Linked DNA regions of Pan troglodytes: region 2 is linked to region 1. A link is a contact called in public Hi-C data. All regions are on one chromosome and are shown on one strand. The core of a region is the stretch at or near the end of the contact, and the rest is flanking DNA. Distances in the headings are between cores, read along the strand shown. Region 1 holds the start of NAGLU (N-acetyl-alpha-glucosaminidase). Region 2 holds the start of NKIRAS2 (NFKB inhibitor interacting Ras like 2).

Evidence for each region. Hi-C and Micro-C count contacts between places; a contact is called where the count stands out from the background.
Region 2: a Hi-C map of stem cell-derived neural progenitor cells shows a contact between it and region 1, with 3 times the contacts expected there. The contact joins the promoter of NKIRAS2 here to the promoter of NAGLU in region 1. A contact is called at or near these places in 1 of 7 Hi-C or Micro-C datasets (stem cell-derived neural progenitor cells) and 1 of 1 datasets of contacts at active chromatin or transcription factors (stem cell-derived excitatory neurons).

Annotation. Positions count from the first base shown.
Region 1 is chr19:25,603,815-25,611,484 of NHGRI_mPanTro3-v2.0_pri, reverse strand. NAGLU (N-acetyl-alpha-glucosaminidase) reads left to right here and starts at 3,614. Exons shown (of 6, transcript XM_523654.8): 1 at 3,614-4,029; 2 at 4,772-4,919; 3 at 5,714-5,860; 4 at 6,045-6,130. The coding sequence starts at 3,647. It also overlaps the pseudogene LOC134808859.
Region 2 is chr19:26,120,880-26,128,549 of NHGRI_mPanTro3-v2.0_pri, reverse strand. NKIRAS2 (NFKB inhibitor interacting Ras like 2) reads left to right here and starts at 4,480. Exons shown (of 4, transcript NM_001279916.1): 1 at 4,480-4,703; 2 at 6,063-6,170; 3 at 6,898-7,139. The coding sequence starts at 6,077. DNAJC7 (DnaJ heat shock protein family (Hsp40) member C7) reads right to left here and starts at 4,386. Exons shown (of 15, transcript XM_054670895.2): 1 at 4,188-4,386; 2 at 2,931-3,013. The coding sequence starts at 4,247.

The DNA of each region.
Region 1 (7,670 bases), core at 2,365-4,864:
CCTGCCTCAGCCTCCTGAGCAGCTGGGAGCACAGGCGCCCGCCACTACGCCCGGCTAATTTTTTGTATTTTTAGTAGAGACGGGGTTTCACCATGCTAGCCAGGATGGTCTCGATCTTCTGACCTCGTGATCCACCCGCCCTGGCCTCCCAAAGTGCTGGGATTACAGGCGTGAGCCACCGCACCCCGGCAGCTTTTTTTTTTTTTTTTTTTTTTTGAGAGAGAGAGTTTCCCTCTGTCGCCCAGGCTAGAGTGCAATGGCGCAATCTCGGCTCACTGCAAGCTCTGCCTGCCGGGTTCAGGCCATTCTCCTGCTTCAGCCTCCTGAGCAGCTGGGACTACAGACGCCCGCCACTGCGCCCGGCTAATTTTTTGTGTTTTTAGTAGAGACGGGGTTTCACCGTGTTAGCCAGGATGGTCTCGATTTCCTGACCTCGTGATCCGCCCGCCTCGGCCTCCCAAAGTGCTGGGATTACAGGCGTGAGCCACCGCGTCCGGCCAGCTTTTTTTTTTTAATTGCAAGCATATTTCTTTGAATGACTCCAGTAAAATTAAGCATCAAGTAAACAAGTGGAAAGTGACCTACACTTTTAACTTGTCTCACTAGTGCCTAAATGTAGTAAAGGCTGCTTCAGTTTTGTATGTAGTTGGGTTTTTTGGAGTCCGAAGGTATCCATCTGCAGAAATTGAGGCCCAAATTGAATTTGGATTCAAGTGGATTCTAAATACTTTGCTTATCTTGAAGAGAGAAGCTTCATAAGGAATAAACAAGTTGAATAGAGAAAACACTGATTGATAATAGGCATTTTCATGGTCTTTTTAATGTTTTCTGTTGTGAAACATTTCAAGATTTATTGATTTTTTTTTTCACTTTCCCCATCACACTCACAGGCACGCTCACACTTTTTATTTGCCATAATGAACCGTCTAGCCCCTGTGAAGATCTCCTATGAGAACATGCGTTTTCTGATAACTCACAACCCTACCAATGCTACTCTCAACGAGTTCACAGAGGAACTTAAGAAGTATGGAGTGACGACTTCGGTTTGAGTTTGTGATGCTACATATGATAAAGCTCCAGTTGAAAAAGAAGGAATCCACGTTCTAGATTGGCCATTTGATGATGGAGCTCCATCCCCTAATCAGATAGTAGATGATTGGTTAAACCTGTTAAACACCAAATTTCATGAAGAGCCAGGTTGCTGTGTTGCAGTGCATTGCGTTGTGGAATTGGGAAGGGCACCTGTGCTGGTTGCACTTGCTTTGATTGAATGTGGAATGAAGTACGTAGATGCAGTTCAGTTTATAAGACAAAAAAGAAGGGGAGTGTTAAATTCCAAACAGCTGCTTTACTTAAGATGCGATTACGCTTCAGAGATACCAGTGGGCATTGCTGTGTTCAGTAGAAAGAAATGTAAATGAAGGCTGACTTGATTGTGGCATTTAGAGGGAACTCCTGGTACCTGGAAATGTGAATCTGGACTCTTACCTGTGTCATGAAAGTAGTGATGGGTTCAGTACTCCTCAACCACTCCTAATGATCAGAACAAAAGCAAACAAGAAATCTCTCTATAAAATGAATAAAATGTTTACGAAAAAAAAAGAGTTTGAGACCAGCCTGGACAACATGGTGAAATCCCATCCCTACAAAGGTTAACTGGGCTTGGTGGCACGTGCCTGTAATCCCAGCTACTCAGGAGACTGAGACAGGAGAATGGCTTGAACCTGGGTGGCTGAGGTTCCCGTGAGCTGAGATTAAAAAAAAAAAAAAATCATACTTCCCTAGTATCTAAAGTTGATATCTGATTCCAGGCCTCTTTCAACTTTTTTTGTTTGTTTGTTTGTTTTTTTGAGATGGAGTCTCGCTCTGTCATCCAGGCTGGAATGCAAATGGCACGATCTTGGCTCACTGCAACTTCCACCTCCAGCGTTCAAGCGATTCTCCTGCCTCAGCTTCCCAAGTAGCTGGGACTACAGGCGTGTGCCACCAAGCCTGGCTAACTTTTTTTTTTTTTTTGAGAGGGAGTCTTGCTCTGTCCCCCAGGCTGGAGTGCAGTGGTGTGATCTCGGCTCACTGCAACCTCCGCCTCTCCGGTTCACGCCATTCTCCTGCCTTAGCCTCCCGAGTAGCTGGGAGTACAGGCGCCCGCCAACACGCCCGGCTAATTTTTTGTATTTTTAGTAGAGATGGAGTTTCACCGTGTTAGCCAGGAGGGTCTCGATCTCCTGACCTCGTATCCGCCCGTCTTGGCCTCCCAAAGTGCTGGGATTACAGGCGTGAGCCACCGCGCCCAGCACCTGGCTAACTTTTGTATTTTAGTACAGACGGGGTTTCACTGTATGTTGGCCAGGCTGGTCTCAAACCCCTGACTTGAGGTGACCTGCAAGCCTCAGCCTCCCAGAGTGCTGGGATTACAGGCGTAAGCCACCGCTCCTGGCCTAAGGTTGGCTATTTTTATGGTTATTTCTTGATTATATGATAAACAAGGGGTGGGTTAGTAATGAATTTTTCAGAAAAGGGGTGGGGATCCCCCCCAACTGAAGGTTCCTCCACTGTTTAGACCATATAGGGTAACTTCTGGACGTTGCCATGGCATTTGTAAACTGCCTGGCGCTGCTAGGAGTGTCTTTAGCATACTAATGCATTATAATTAGCGTATAATGAGCAGTGAGGACGATCAGAGGTCACCTTCCTGTCTTGGTTTTGGCAGGTTTTGACCAGTTTCTTTGCTGCATTCTGTTTTATCAGCGGGGTCTTGTGACCTTTTACCTTGTGCTGACCTCCTGTCTCATCCTGTGACGAAGAAGGCCTAACCTCCTGGGAATTCAGCCCAGCAGGTCTCTGCCTCATTTTACCCAGCCCCTGTTCAAGATGGAGTCGCTCTGGTTGGAAACTTCTGACAAAATGACAGCTCCTGTCATGTTGCTGCTGCTGCCGCCAATGGACAGCCTTTAACGTGCCCGCCAGCCCTGCTCCACGGCCGGCCTGGGCTCACATGGCCCCATCCCTCCTCGAACCTCCTAGCCTGTTACTCAAATCTGCAAGTTCTCTGCCTTCTCAGGGCCTTCAATAAATGCATTTCTTCTGTCTGGAAGGCTCTTCCTTTCCCTCTTCTAGCCAATTCCTATTCATCCCTGAGTTTCAGATTAAAAGTCACTTCCTTTGGAAACCTTACTTCGTTACTTCGCTACTTACTGCACTACTTCGCAGCATCACAACTATGATGGAAATCCTTACTTACGTTAAATATCTGGTTTCTAGGTCACCTCCCTGACGGGGACGGTAGGGACCGTCTTCTCGTTCATCAGTAGGGAAGTAGCTATGGCAGTGCCTGATACAAAATAAACTCCAAATGTGTATTTATTAGATGGTTGGATGGAAGTTATTTGCGTGTGAAAGCGCGTTTTACCCGAAGGCGCTCTGTGAGGGCCAGCGGGTCCCCTTCGGCCCTGGAGCCAGGGTCACACGCTCCCCACCGCGTGCGGTCACGAGACGTCCCCAAGGGAGTATCCTGGTACCCGGAAGCCGCGACTCCTGGCCCTGAGCCCGGGCTTGGCCTTCGGGTCCACGTGGCCGGAGGCCGGCAGCTGATTGGACGCGGGCCGCCCCACCCCCTGGCCGTCGCGGGATCCGCAGGACTGAGACCATGGAGGCGGTGGCGGTGGCCGCGGCGGTGGGGGTCCTTCTCCTGGCCGGGGCCGGGGGCGCGGCAGGCGACGAGGCCCGGGAGGCGGCGGCCGTGCGGGCGCTCGTGGCCCGGCTGCTGGGGCCAGGCCCCGCGGCCGACTTCTCCGTGTCGGTGGAGCGCGCTCTGGCTGCCAAGCCAGGCTTGGACACCTACAGCCTGGGCGGCGGCGGCGCGGCGCGCGTGCGGGTGCGCGGCTCCACTGGCGTGGCGGCCGCCGCGGGGCTGCACCGCTACCTGCGCGACTTCTGTGGCTGCCACGTGGCCTGGTCCGGCTCTCAGCTGCGCCTGCCGCGGCCACTGCCCGCCGTGCCGGGGGAGCTGACCGAGGCCACGCCCAACAGGTACCGCCCCGAAGCTTCCCCGCGTCCGCCCGAGGCGCTTACCCCCTCCCGGAGCCGCTGCCACCCAAATCGGGAGGCTGAGCGGGGAGCGCTGGCCGGAAGGCCCAGCTGCGCCGCCTCCAGCAGCTGTGTGGCCTTGAGCCAGCCACTGTGCCTTTCAGAGCCTCGGCTGGCCCACCTGAAAAACGGAAAGAAGACGCCTACCGTGCAGTGTTATTGTGAGGATTTGCACGATGATGGGCATAGAATTTGTGGTGCACAATTGGTGATGAGTGAATTTTCTTGCCTTCCTCCCCCACCTTCTCTTTGAACCTGCGGGCTGAGGAAGGACGCCTCCATCCCCCACCCCACAGGCCTGTGTTCCAGCGCCTGCCACACTATGGAGTGATGTGTTCACACAGCTGTCCTCCCCTGCCCATCTGTTAGACTGTGGGGGCAGGGATTCCCCGTTCCAGGAAAACACCGTGCAGAGGAGGGGCTCTGGCAGTGTGGCATGAAAGTGGAATATGCCACCCAAATACCCGCCAGGCTAGAGGGCCCTGGGAGAGTGCAGGGGACGAGTGCCTCAGAAGCCCAGCCCGGGTACCTGGTCTCAGCTCCACCTGGGGTGGGTCCCAGTGTGCAGCAGAAGGGCCGAGTTTGGAGCCCCTCTCCTCTCCTCTAGGTGGGGGATGGGGGATTTGTTCCAGGGCCGTGTACCCTCCAGGGTGGGATGCGCCCCTGCTCATGACACTGCCCGCAGGTACCGCTATTACCAGAATGTGTGCACGCAAAGCTACTCCTTCGTGTGGTGGGACTGGGCCCGCTGGGAGCGAGAGATAGACTGGATGGCGCTGAATGGCATCAACCTGGCACTGGCCTGGAGCGGCCAGGAGGCCATCTGGCAGCGGGTGCGTGCCCACTGTCCCCTCCCCACCCTCCTCTATGGCGGGAGCCACCCTAGGTGTTTTCACCCGCCCCCCAGCATGGGCGCAGTGTCTCTCTCTAGAAGTGCTTTCAGCGTGCACAATGGCTTGGGCCTCCTAAAAACTGAGGCTTCCGGCCGGGCGCGGTGGCTCACGCCTGTAATCCCAGCACTTTGGGAGGCCTAGGCGGGCGGATCAGGAGTTCAGGAGATCGAGACCATCCTGGCCAACATTGTGAAACCCCGTCTCTACTAAAATACAAAGAATTAGCAACCTGGGCAACAGAGCGAGACTCTTTCTAAAAAAAAAACAAAAAACTGAGGCTTCCAGTTTGAGGAGTGGGGCTCCTTCCCCCATCTCCCCTATGCAGCCAATCACCTGGTCCCTTGGATCCAACTCATGGGCAGCTCTAGATCTGCCTCCCTGGAAGCTTCTGTGCTGCAACGGCTGCTCCAGGCGCTGCTTAAGCTCTTCACACAGCTGCCCTGCCCTTCCATCTGGCACTCTTGCTCCATGAAGCCTTCTAAGGCCTTCCTCTTGGGGGAAAGCCCCTTTGTGCCCCATCTCCTCACCCATGCGACAAAGGCGACACAGTGAACTCACCTACTCACAGGTCTCTTTCCTCTGGGCTGTGGGCTCCTTGATGGCAGGGTTCGGATTTTGTCTCAGTAGCCCTAGCGCCCAGCACAAAGAAGCAATGAGTGAATGGTTGTTGAATGAATGAATGAATGAATGAACGAAGATGAATATATTTCTATGTGTGGGCCCTTCTTCCTCAGGTGTACCTGGCCTTGGGCCTGACCCAGGCAGAGATCAATGAGTTCTTTACTGGTCCTGCCTTCCTGGCCTGGGGGCGAATGGGCAACCTGCACACCTGGGATGGCCCCCTGCCCCCCTCCTGGCACATCAAGCAGCTTTACCTGCAGGTAAAAGGATGGAAAAGGGAAGGGGCAGAATCGGTGATAGATGGTCATGGGCCCAGGAAGGGTGGTATTAGGCCGGCCCCAGGGCTCTTAACTGAGGCGGGGGGCTCCGTGTATCCTGGGAGATGAGGGCCTTCTCATAGGACAGCAGTGGCCATGCTCACCACCCTTCCTTCTGTTCTTCCAGCACCGGGTCCTGGACCAGATGCGCTCCTTCGGCATGACCCCAGTGCTGCCTGCATTCGCGGGGCATGTTCCCGAGGCTGTCACCAGGTGAGGTTCCGCTCACCCCCTCCACTTAGCTCAGAGAGGGAATTTTATTCCCTTCTAGAACATGATTTAAAAACTTAAGCTCTGGGCCGGGCGCAGTGGCTCACGCCTGTAATCCCAGCACTTTGGGAGGCCGAGTTGGCTGGATCACCTGAGGTCAGGAGTTCGAGACCAGCCTGGCCAACATGGTGAAACCCTGTCTCTACTAAAAATATAAAAATTAGCTGGGCATGGTGGCATGCGCCTGTAATCCCATCTACTTAGGAGGCTGAGACAGGAGAATTGCTTAAACCTGGGAGGCAGACGTTGCAGTGAGTAGAGATCACGCCATTGCACTCCAGCCTGGGCGACGAGCGAAACTCTGTCTCAAACAAACAAACAAGCTCTGGACGTAGGCCTGGGTTTGATTTCTGACTCTGCTACTAATTAGCTGTGTGACTTCGGGCAGATGACATGACTGCTCTGTGCCTCAGTTTCCTTACTTGTAAAATGGGATCTCTACCCACTTTGCTGTAGGGTTTGTAATTATCTCTCGATCTATCTGTGACTTTGCACAGAGTGCTAGCAAATGGCAGCCCTTAGGAGTGGCAGCAGGGGTGCTGCAGTGTCCCTTGTCCCTCCTGTTCCTCTGTGCTTCCCAGCCATCCTCTCACATGTGGTTGGGAAAAGTCTTCAAGGCCCACCTGAGACCTCCCCTCCTTCAGGAAGCCTTGCTAGTGCCCCCCATGACCTCCTTTGCACCTGCTAGTGTCTGGCTCCCATACTCTCGTAGGACTTAATGCATGCCAGTGGCCTCCCTGCCCGCCTCTTTGCCCCCATCACCAGGTGGCAGGAAACTCACTCATTCATTCAATAAACTTGGTCCAGCTGTCTGAGGCTGCCAGAACTGGCTGTGCTGGGTCCTGGGAGGCGGCAAGAAAGGTGCCCAAGGGCTTACCCCTGATAGGGGAGATATGTTGGCTGAAGGATACAATGTGGGGACAAAGACAGGAATATATGTGTGTTCCGCTCTCCTCTGCCGGGAGAGAGGGGCAGGAAGGGCTCAGGGCAGAGCCCAGCCTTGAAAAATGAGTGTTGCTTGGACGGACGCTTGGCTAATGCTTGTAATCCTAGCGTTTTGGGAGGCTGAGGCGTATGGATCACCTGCGGTCAGGAGTTAAAGACCAGCCTGGCCAACATGGCGAAACCCCATCTCTACTAAAAGTACAAAAATTAGCCAGGCGTGGTGGCGGGCTCCTGTAATCCCAGCTACTCGGTAGGCTGAGGCAGGAGAATCTCTTGAAGCCAGGGACCAGAGACTGCAGTGAGCCGAGATCACACCACTTCACTCCAGCCTGGGTGACAGAGTGAGACTCCGTCTCAAAAAAAAAAAAAAAAGAAAGAAAATTAAACACCTCATGTTCTCACTCATAGTGGGAGTTGAACAATGAGAACAACATGGACACAGGAAGGGGAACATCACACACCAGGGCCTTTCGCGGTGTGGGGGTCAAGGGGAGGAGTAGCATTGGGACAAATACTTAATGCATGCGGGGCTGAAAAC
Region 2 (7,670 bases), core at 3,231-5,730, 520 kb before region 1:
TCAGAGATTTACAATGAGTAGGGTGAGTTTTTAAAATTACCTATGGCCGGCCCGGCACAGTAGCTCACGCCTGTAATCCCAGCACTTTGGGAGGCCGAGGTGGGCGGATCACGAGGTCAGGAGATCGAGACCATCGTGGCTAACAGGGTGAAACCCCATCTCTACTAAAAATACAAAAAAAAAAAACAATTAGCCGGATGTGGTGGCGGGCACGTGTAGTCCCAGCAACTGGTGAGGCTGAGGCAGGAGAATGGTGTGAACTCAGGAGGCGGAGCTTGCAGTGAGCTGAGGTCGCGCCACTACACTCCAGCCTGGGCGACAGAGCGAGATTCCGTCTCAAAAAATAAAAAAATAAAAAATAAATAACCTATGGCCAAATCCCTATTTACAGTATAAAGAACCACTGAACTCTTTCCAAATACAAGTAAATCTCTACAATTAATTTAAGCTCCGTCTGCACTGGGAGGAATTTTGTTTCCCATTGTGCAGCTCTTTAATGATGTATAAGGGTTGATGATGCTTAGCTTTGAATATCTAGGAAGAAGTAGGAACAACATGAAAGCTCAAAATTAAGAACAGAGACTGGACTCTGGTGTCCTGGCTTCTCTGATATCCCAGGGGCCTATTACACTTTGTCAGGCCCCTCAGCTCCCAGCAGATCAGGAACTTGAGATCTGGCTGTGGTAACCACCCTCAAGCTTGATAACTATTCATTGCGTCCGAGTACTTCTTATATTTCGAACTCATCAGATAGTAAAAATCTCAGAATCCTGATTTCAGATCTCATGAACTAATTCTACATCACCACCTCAAATTACCCAGCCTGAAGACACAACGGGCTTGGTATGAAGATATAAAGTATGTTGCAAAGAGACTGAAGGCACTGTAGACATCTTGAACAAAAGGGTCAGACTAACCCGCAGCTGATAAGGAAAGGGCTCCAAACTTCTAGAACCTTCTTGTCAATTCTGCTTTAGGATTAGAACAAGTATGACTACCCACAACTCTGTTCCAACCCCACTTCCAATAATCTGGCCTAACTGTTGCCAGAATCTAGAGCGTTCTCGAAAACCACTCACTCAGCAGCTCCCTTGGCTAGTCCGACTGGCAATCTCGAACCACTGCAGCTGCTTCGGAGTGCCAACAGCGCCCAAGCAGTTGCCCTCTTCCTTGGTGCTTAACTTAAGAAAGAACAGTGCTGGGAAGGATAAAGATCACCCAGGAAGGACAGGGGAAGAGGAGTCTGACGTAGAGAACACGAGATAAGCCCCTCGCTCTTCCTTTTTTTCTCTGTCATCTTTGACTTCTGGGATAACCGGGGGCAACCAGGTCAATTATGGAGACACACAATCACTTCGAACCCAGACTAGTGATCGCTGGGGTATAATTACAAGGGAAAACGGGGTGAGGAGGGCAAAGGTTTTGGAGACGGAAAGTGCAGACAGGCAACAATGCACAGAAGTTAACAAGAGAAGGCGGGGGTCGGGGGCGATGTAAGGAAGTCGTCATCGACGCCGCGCCGCTTCCCCCACCTCGCACCAGACCTCTGAAATTGCCCTCGGAGACTCGGCCTCTCCTATAAGGACGATCGTCCTCTCAGCTGGAGAACAAGGCCATGCCTCAGCTCCTACGCCAGGCGGAAGCGGGAGAGGAAGGCCGACCCCCAAGAGCGCCCCTTCAGGGGGTCCATCCGGCCTTGATCTCAGATGGGGGGGTGTTTGCGGAGGGCGGGGCATCGCCTCAACAGCTGGGGGCTGCATCATGGCAGGAACGAGTTTCCCTGAGCCACGGAGCTGCAGGTCGCCTCCTCTACTACCCTGCTACCCGGTTACCTCTTCGCCTCTTGGTCGTCGAGCAGCTCTGGCTCGGTCGCCGCCATTACCACATCGCACTCCGCGGCAGCCGCCATCTTACCGCCGGGACCAGAGAGCTGGGTGGGAGGCCGGCGGTGAAGAGCACTTCCGGTTGGAGCATAGAGCAGCTCAGCGGCGCCGCGCCCAGAAGGGCTCCCTCGGGCTCGTCTACCAGAGAGAGGCTCCGCTTGGGGCCAGAGCGGCCTCCCGCCCCCGGATGTCCACGGTGGTCTCCGCGCCGGGGCGGGAGCCCAGGGGCTGTGCCGGTGCGTAGGCGGCGCCACTTTACCCGTGGGTGGGAAGGCGGGGTGTACGGGTGGTAGCCTCTCTAGGGCTTGGCTGTTTTCAGTATTCCAAGAGCCTCATTGCCATAGCAACTTCCAATCCTAGAGAGTCTTCCTGAAAGGCTCCGTGGAGTCTGGGTTGCGTGGGGACCAGGTGACCCAAGACTCTGTAGGGAAGGAGTCCCCACTGCTACCTTTCCGACCTTGGAGTGTGTCCACAGCTTCTTCCCGGGAAAGTCAAGAGACACTTTGAGCCCAGTTCCCCCAGCTTTCATCGTTCTCTGGAAGCCCTGCCCAATCAAGCCAGGGGAACGCAGGGCGTCTTCACCCTGCGCCTTTCATCCACTCCGGATCTCCAAACACCAACTGGTTCATCACCCTAATGACGCTGACCCTTTTACAAGGCTCCTTTCATGTCAGCCGCCTGGGAGTGCCATCTCAGCATTAAGCCTAGGAAAGCTGACACATGGCGCCCCAGACCCTGCCCTGGAGTTTATAAGGAAGCTCGCGGGGTGAGGTCCTTGCTCTTGTGTCCCCAGTACTCCCACCTCTTATATAAACTCTCTACTCATCACGCTTGCCTTGCCGAATGCAGTCTGGATTGAGAATTCATAGGGGACAAGGGCACAGTTTAATTGTCTTTGTTGTTATTCCCTCACCCAAACGACTATTTGTGGAGCTGAATTAAATTGGAGCTTTCTGGGGTTAAATTGGAGGAGTATGAGGAGTAGCTTTACAATGTAAAGCTAAGAGTAAAATAAGAAGAGGGCAAAGGAATTTTAAAAGGATTTACCTGTTTGTTCCAGGAAAACAGCATGTGCCAATGCTCATACTCTGCCTATCCCAGTGTGGAGGGAGCTGAAACCACAGCGACCACTGAGTAGGGAGGGATAGGACAAGCTCACTAGGTTGGAAAGGAGGGGTCATTCGTTGAGCCAATCACTCAATAGCCCTTTCCAAAACGCCTACTCTGTGCTAGGTTGTGAGGGCACAAGACTTACAGACCACCTGCCCTGCCTGCCAGTGGCTCATAGTCCAGTCTAATGCTAGCCAACCTGTCTCACCATCTTCCCACTTTATGTTCTATCTAAGGCAACTCATTTATTCCCACAGCTTTACTTCCATCTGTTGATGACTCTCAACTCTTCATATCTCCAACCTAGACCTTTCTTCAGCTTCCACAGCTGTATATCCAACTATCTACTGGATATCTCTTGTATGTTTCACAAATCCCCAAGGCTTACCATATTTAAATTTAACTTTTTCATTGTCTACCCACACCTCAACAACAGGAAAAACAAATGTTGGATGTAATTATTATCTTTCCTAAATTCCGTATCTTGTTAAATGGATTAAACCATTCTCACTCTTGGCTTCCAATTTGTTGCCAAGTTTTGTTGATTCTCCTACCAAATATTTCCCAAATCTATCTCCACCTTTCCATCCCGATTCAGGCGCTCATCATTTTTTTAAATCTTGGAATAGGCTGGGTGTGGTGGCATGCATCTGTAGTACCAGCTATTTGGGAGGCTGAGGCAGGAGGATCACTTGAGCCCAGGAGTTAGAGGCTGCAGTGAGCTATGATCACACCAATGTACTCCAGCACGGAGAAAAGAGCAAGACCCTGTCTCAAAAACGGCAACAACAACAACAACAACAAAACAACAGAAAAAAAAAACTTGGAATACATCAATAGTCTCCTAATCGGTCTCTAATTTCATCTCTGTTCAGTCTTCCCTCTTCTGCCAGAGTGACCTTCCTCAGGGACTGATCATGTCTCTTCATTGGCAATGGCTTTCCATTGCCGTCAATTTGATCTCTTTGGCCTACCACACAAAGCCTTTGATTATCTGTTTCTTTTTTTTAATAATTTAATTTGAGTACCAATATTTAGGTCCTTTCTACCACCAATATTGAACCCAAGTTCTCATAGTTTCAGAAAATGCCATGACTTGTAGCCGTTTCCTCCACCCTAGAACACCCTTTCCCCCAGGCCCTTCAGTGTCTGCTGACTCAAAGTTAAATGCCCTTTTGCTGTGCCCCACAGCACCTCAGTAGTTGTTAGACATCTAGCTTCTCTAGACCGTGAGTTCTGATGGGCAGCCACCATGTCTAACTCGTCCACTTTCTCTCAGTATATGGCCCTGCACCTGGCACAGACAGATGATGCTCAGAAAACATTTGACGAATAAATGATTGAGTAAACGAAGAGTTACTGTACTCTGATCGCCTTTACAGAGAGAACATCTGGGCCTCAGAGACACCAGAACACCCAGCGGCCCGCGTCCAGGGAGTCTAGAACCTTGGGCTCCCGCGCACACCCAGGCCAGGTCCTGGCCGTCATTCTCCCGCCGGCCTCTGGGGGAGCTGCGCGGTCCGCGCTCTGTCTCCGCTGCCGGAATTCGTCTTGCCTGACGGAAGCTGGGGAGCGGGCAGGCGGCGGGGGCGGGGCCTGGAGGAGCCTACACCGACTCTGGAGGAAGACTGGAGCCTTTGCGGCGGCGCTGCCCCTCCCCTGGTCCCCGCGAGCTCGGAGGGCCCGCTGGTGCTGCGGGGGCCCCGGGAGGTACGGAGCTGGGAGGCGAGGCTCGTCCGGCGCTAGGATCGGCCTCCGCCTCCGGGCCGCTTTAGGTGGCTGGTCTCTGCCTCTCATTCCCTCTGGGGGCTCCCCCGTGAGAAAATCTGTGGCGGAGGCCCCTCTGGCCCACTCTTATGGTGTCCTTTATTGTGGAGCTCGCTATATGGAGAGGGGGTCTGTGTCAGGAGCTTCTCCTGGAGAGGTTTCTGTTAGGGACCGTCTTTGGGAGTGATCTATCTCTGCTCTCTGGGGGGGATCTTTGTCTGGAGCTTTTGGGGGGCTTGTGTTTGGAAGTTTGCCTTCGGGGAGATATCTGTCTGGGACCTCTTAGGGTTTCTGTATCTGAGCTTTCTCTTTTGTGTCTGTCAGTCCAAGGGCAGCAAAAAGTATGTCCTTTCTGAAGCCTTTTTTTCCGTAGGTTTCTTCATTCTTTTCTCTCTTGTCTTATGTTCTTTGTAGCCATAGACTTGACTGGAGTTTAGAGGGAATTGATTGTTGTCCAGATGAGTCGTACAGGAAAGCAGATTGTCTTTTTTTGAGACGGAGTCTTGCTCTGCCGCCCAGGCTGGAGTGCAGTGGCATATTCTTGGCTCACTGCAATCTCCGCCTCCTGGGTTCAAGCGATTCTCCTGCCTCAGCCTCTCAAGTAGCTGGGATTACAGGCACCCGCCACCACGCCTGGCTAATTTTTTATATGTTTAGTAGAGATGAGGTTTCACTATGTTGGCCAGTCTGGTCTCGAACTCCTGACTTTGTGATCCGCCCACCTCGGCCTCCCGAAGTGCTGAGATTACAGGCGTGAGCCACCGTGCCCTGCCCCAGATTATCCTTTTTATTTGCTCAGTCCCCCCAGGGAGCAGATGGCTTCAGACAGCCACACAAAACACTGTTCCTGCTTAATTCTCCATGGGGTCATGGTTAAAGAGAGGAAGCTGGGCTGAGCTCCCTTTACTAATTGGTCCTCTACATCTTGCGCACAGAAGGGAACCTGGCCCAGTGGCCAGTGACTCTTCTCTCCCTTTATGGCAGCATTTCCAAGCACCTGCCCTGTGACAGATACTGGCTAGGTACTGGGGATAACAAAGACGAATAAAATAACAGCTTACCATCCAGTAGTAGACACGGAGACATCCGTTTCCTCTGACTAGCATTGGGATGGTGCTGAAACCCTGGAACTATACATTCAGTTTAGAACTATACATTCAGTTTAGAACTCTCAGTTATGGACGTTCTGCCTTCTGTTTTTTTGGTTTTGGTTTTTGTCCACCAGAAAACATCTGCTAGTAATTGCCCTCTGTGTTGATGCTTTCTTTCCTCACCTTACCCAGCGTGCTTCTGTTCTTCAAGGTTGAAAACTAAGCATGGGGAAGAGCTGCAAGGTGGTCGTGTGTGGCCAGGCGTCTGTGGGCAAAACTTCAATCCTGGAGCAGCTTCTGTATGGGAACCATGTAGTGGGTGAGTGTTGTTGGAGGGGGAGGAACAGTGGAAGAAGTTGAAAAATAAGGAATAGGACTTGATCACAACACACACAGGCTAAAAGCTGTTCCTGGTGGTTTTCGCCCCTGGAAGAATAAAACTTACATTGTAACAGATCAACTCTACAACACTGAACAAATCCGGAGGGAGAAAGCCCTATGTCCAAGATAGGAAAGAGAAGCTGTCATGTCACACTTGTGCTTAGCATGGAATTAGCATAAAATTAATGTCCATTGGCCGGGTGCGGTGGATCACGCCTGTAATCCGAGCACTTTGGGAGGCTGAGGCGGGTGGATCACCTCAGGTCGGGAGTTCGAGACCAGCCTGACGAACTTGGAGAAACCCTGTGTCTACTAAAAATACAAAATTAGCCGGGTGTGATGGCACATGCCTGTAATCCCAGCTATTCGGGAGGCCGAGGCAGGAGAATTGCTTGAACTCGGGAGGTGGAGGTTGCGGTGAGCCGAGATTGTGCCATTGCACTCCAGCCTGGGCAACGAGAGCAAAACTCCGTCTCAAAAAAAGAAAGAAATTAATGTTCGTTCCCCTAAACCCAAATCATTTCAGTCCTGCCAGGCTGTCAATTCTCTGGCCTCCTCAGCCCCCTACATTCCTTTCTCCCCATTTGGTCAGCCTTAAGATGCTCTCATCACTCACATTTCCCATCTCTCTCTCCACTTCAGACAGTTTTCTCATTTTATACCAGGTTCGGAGATGATCGAGACGCAGGAGGACATCTACGTGGGCTCCATTGAGACAGACCGGGGGGTGCGAGAGCAGGTGCGTTTCTATGACACCCGGGGGCTCCGAGATGGGGCCGAACTGCCCCGACACTGCTTCTCTTGCACTGATGGCTACGTCCTGGTCTATAGCACAGATAGCAGAGAGTCTTTTCAGCGTGTGGAGCTGCTCAAGAAGGAGATTGACAAATCCAAGGACAAGAAGGAGGTGTGTGGCATAGGCTTCTGGTGGGAGCCTCAGTGGTCAGAGAGTTTGGGCGGAGGGCTGGTTTGGGAAGCCTGGCATGGCTCCATTCTTCACTCCAAGGTGAGTTAGGAGCCAGAGGTGGGGTGGAGGCCACTGAGGGTATCTTTACCCTCAGGATTGGCTGCATGTTGAGTCTGCTCAACCAAAGAGGCCTCTTTGTGGTTTAAGGGGTCCCTGACCTAATGTATGAAGCCCCCATTTAGTTGTTGAAGGGGTCACTGACCTAATGTATGAAGCCCCCACTTAGTTGTATGAAGTCCCCACATAGTTGTCCTTCCTGATGGTTCTGTGCTTTTAGCTATGAAAGCCCTTCTTTTTTTTTTTTGTTTGTTTGTTTGTTTGAGACAGGGTCTCACTCTGCCACCCAGGCTGGAGTGCAGTGGCATGATCACAGCTCACTGCAGCCTCAACCTCCCAAGGCTTAGGTGGTCCTCCTGCCTCAGACCCCTGCTAAGACTACAGGTGCACGCCACCACACCTGGCTAAGTTTTG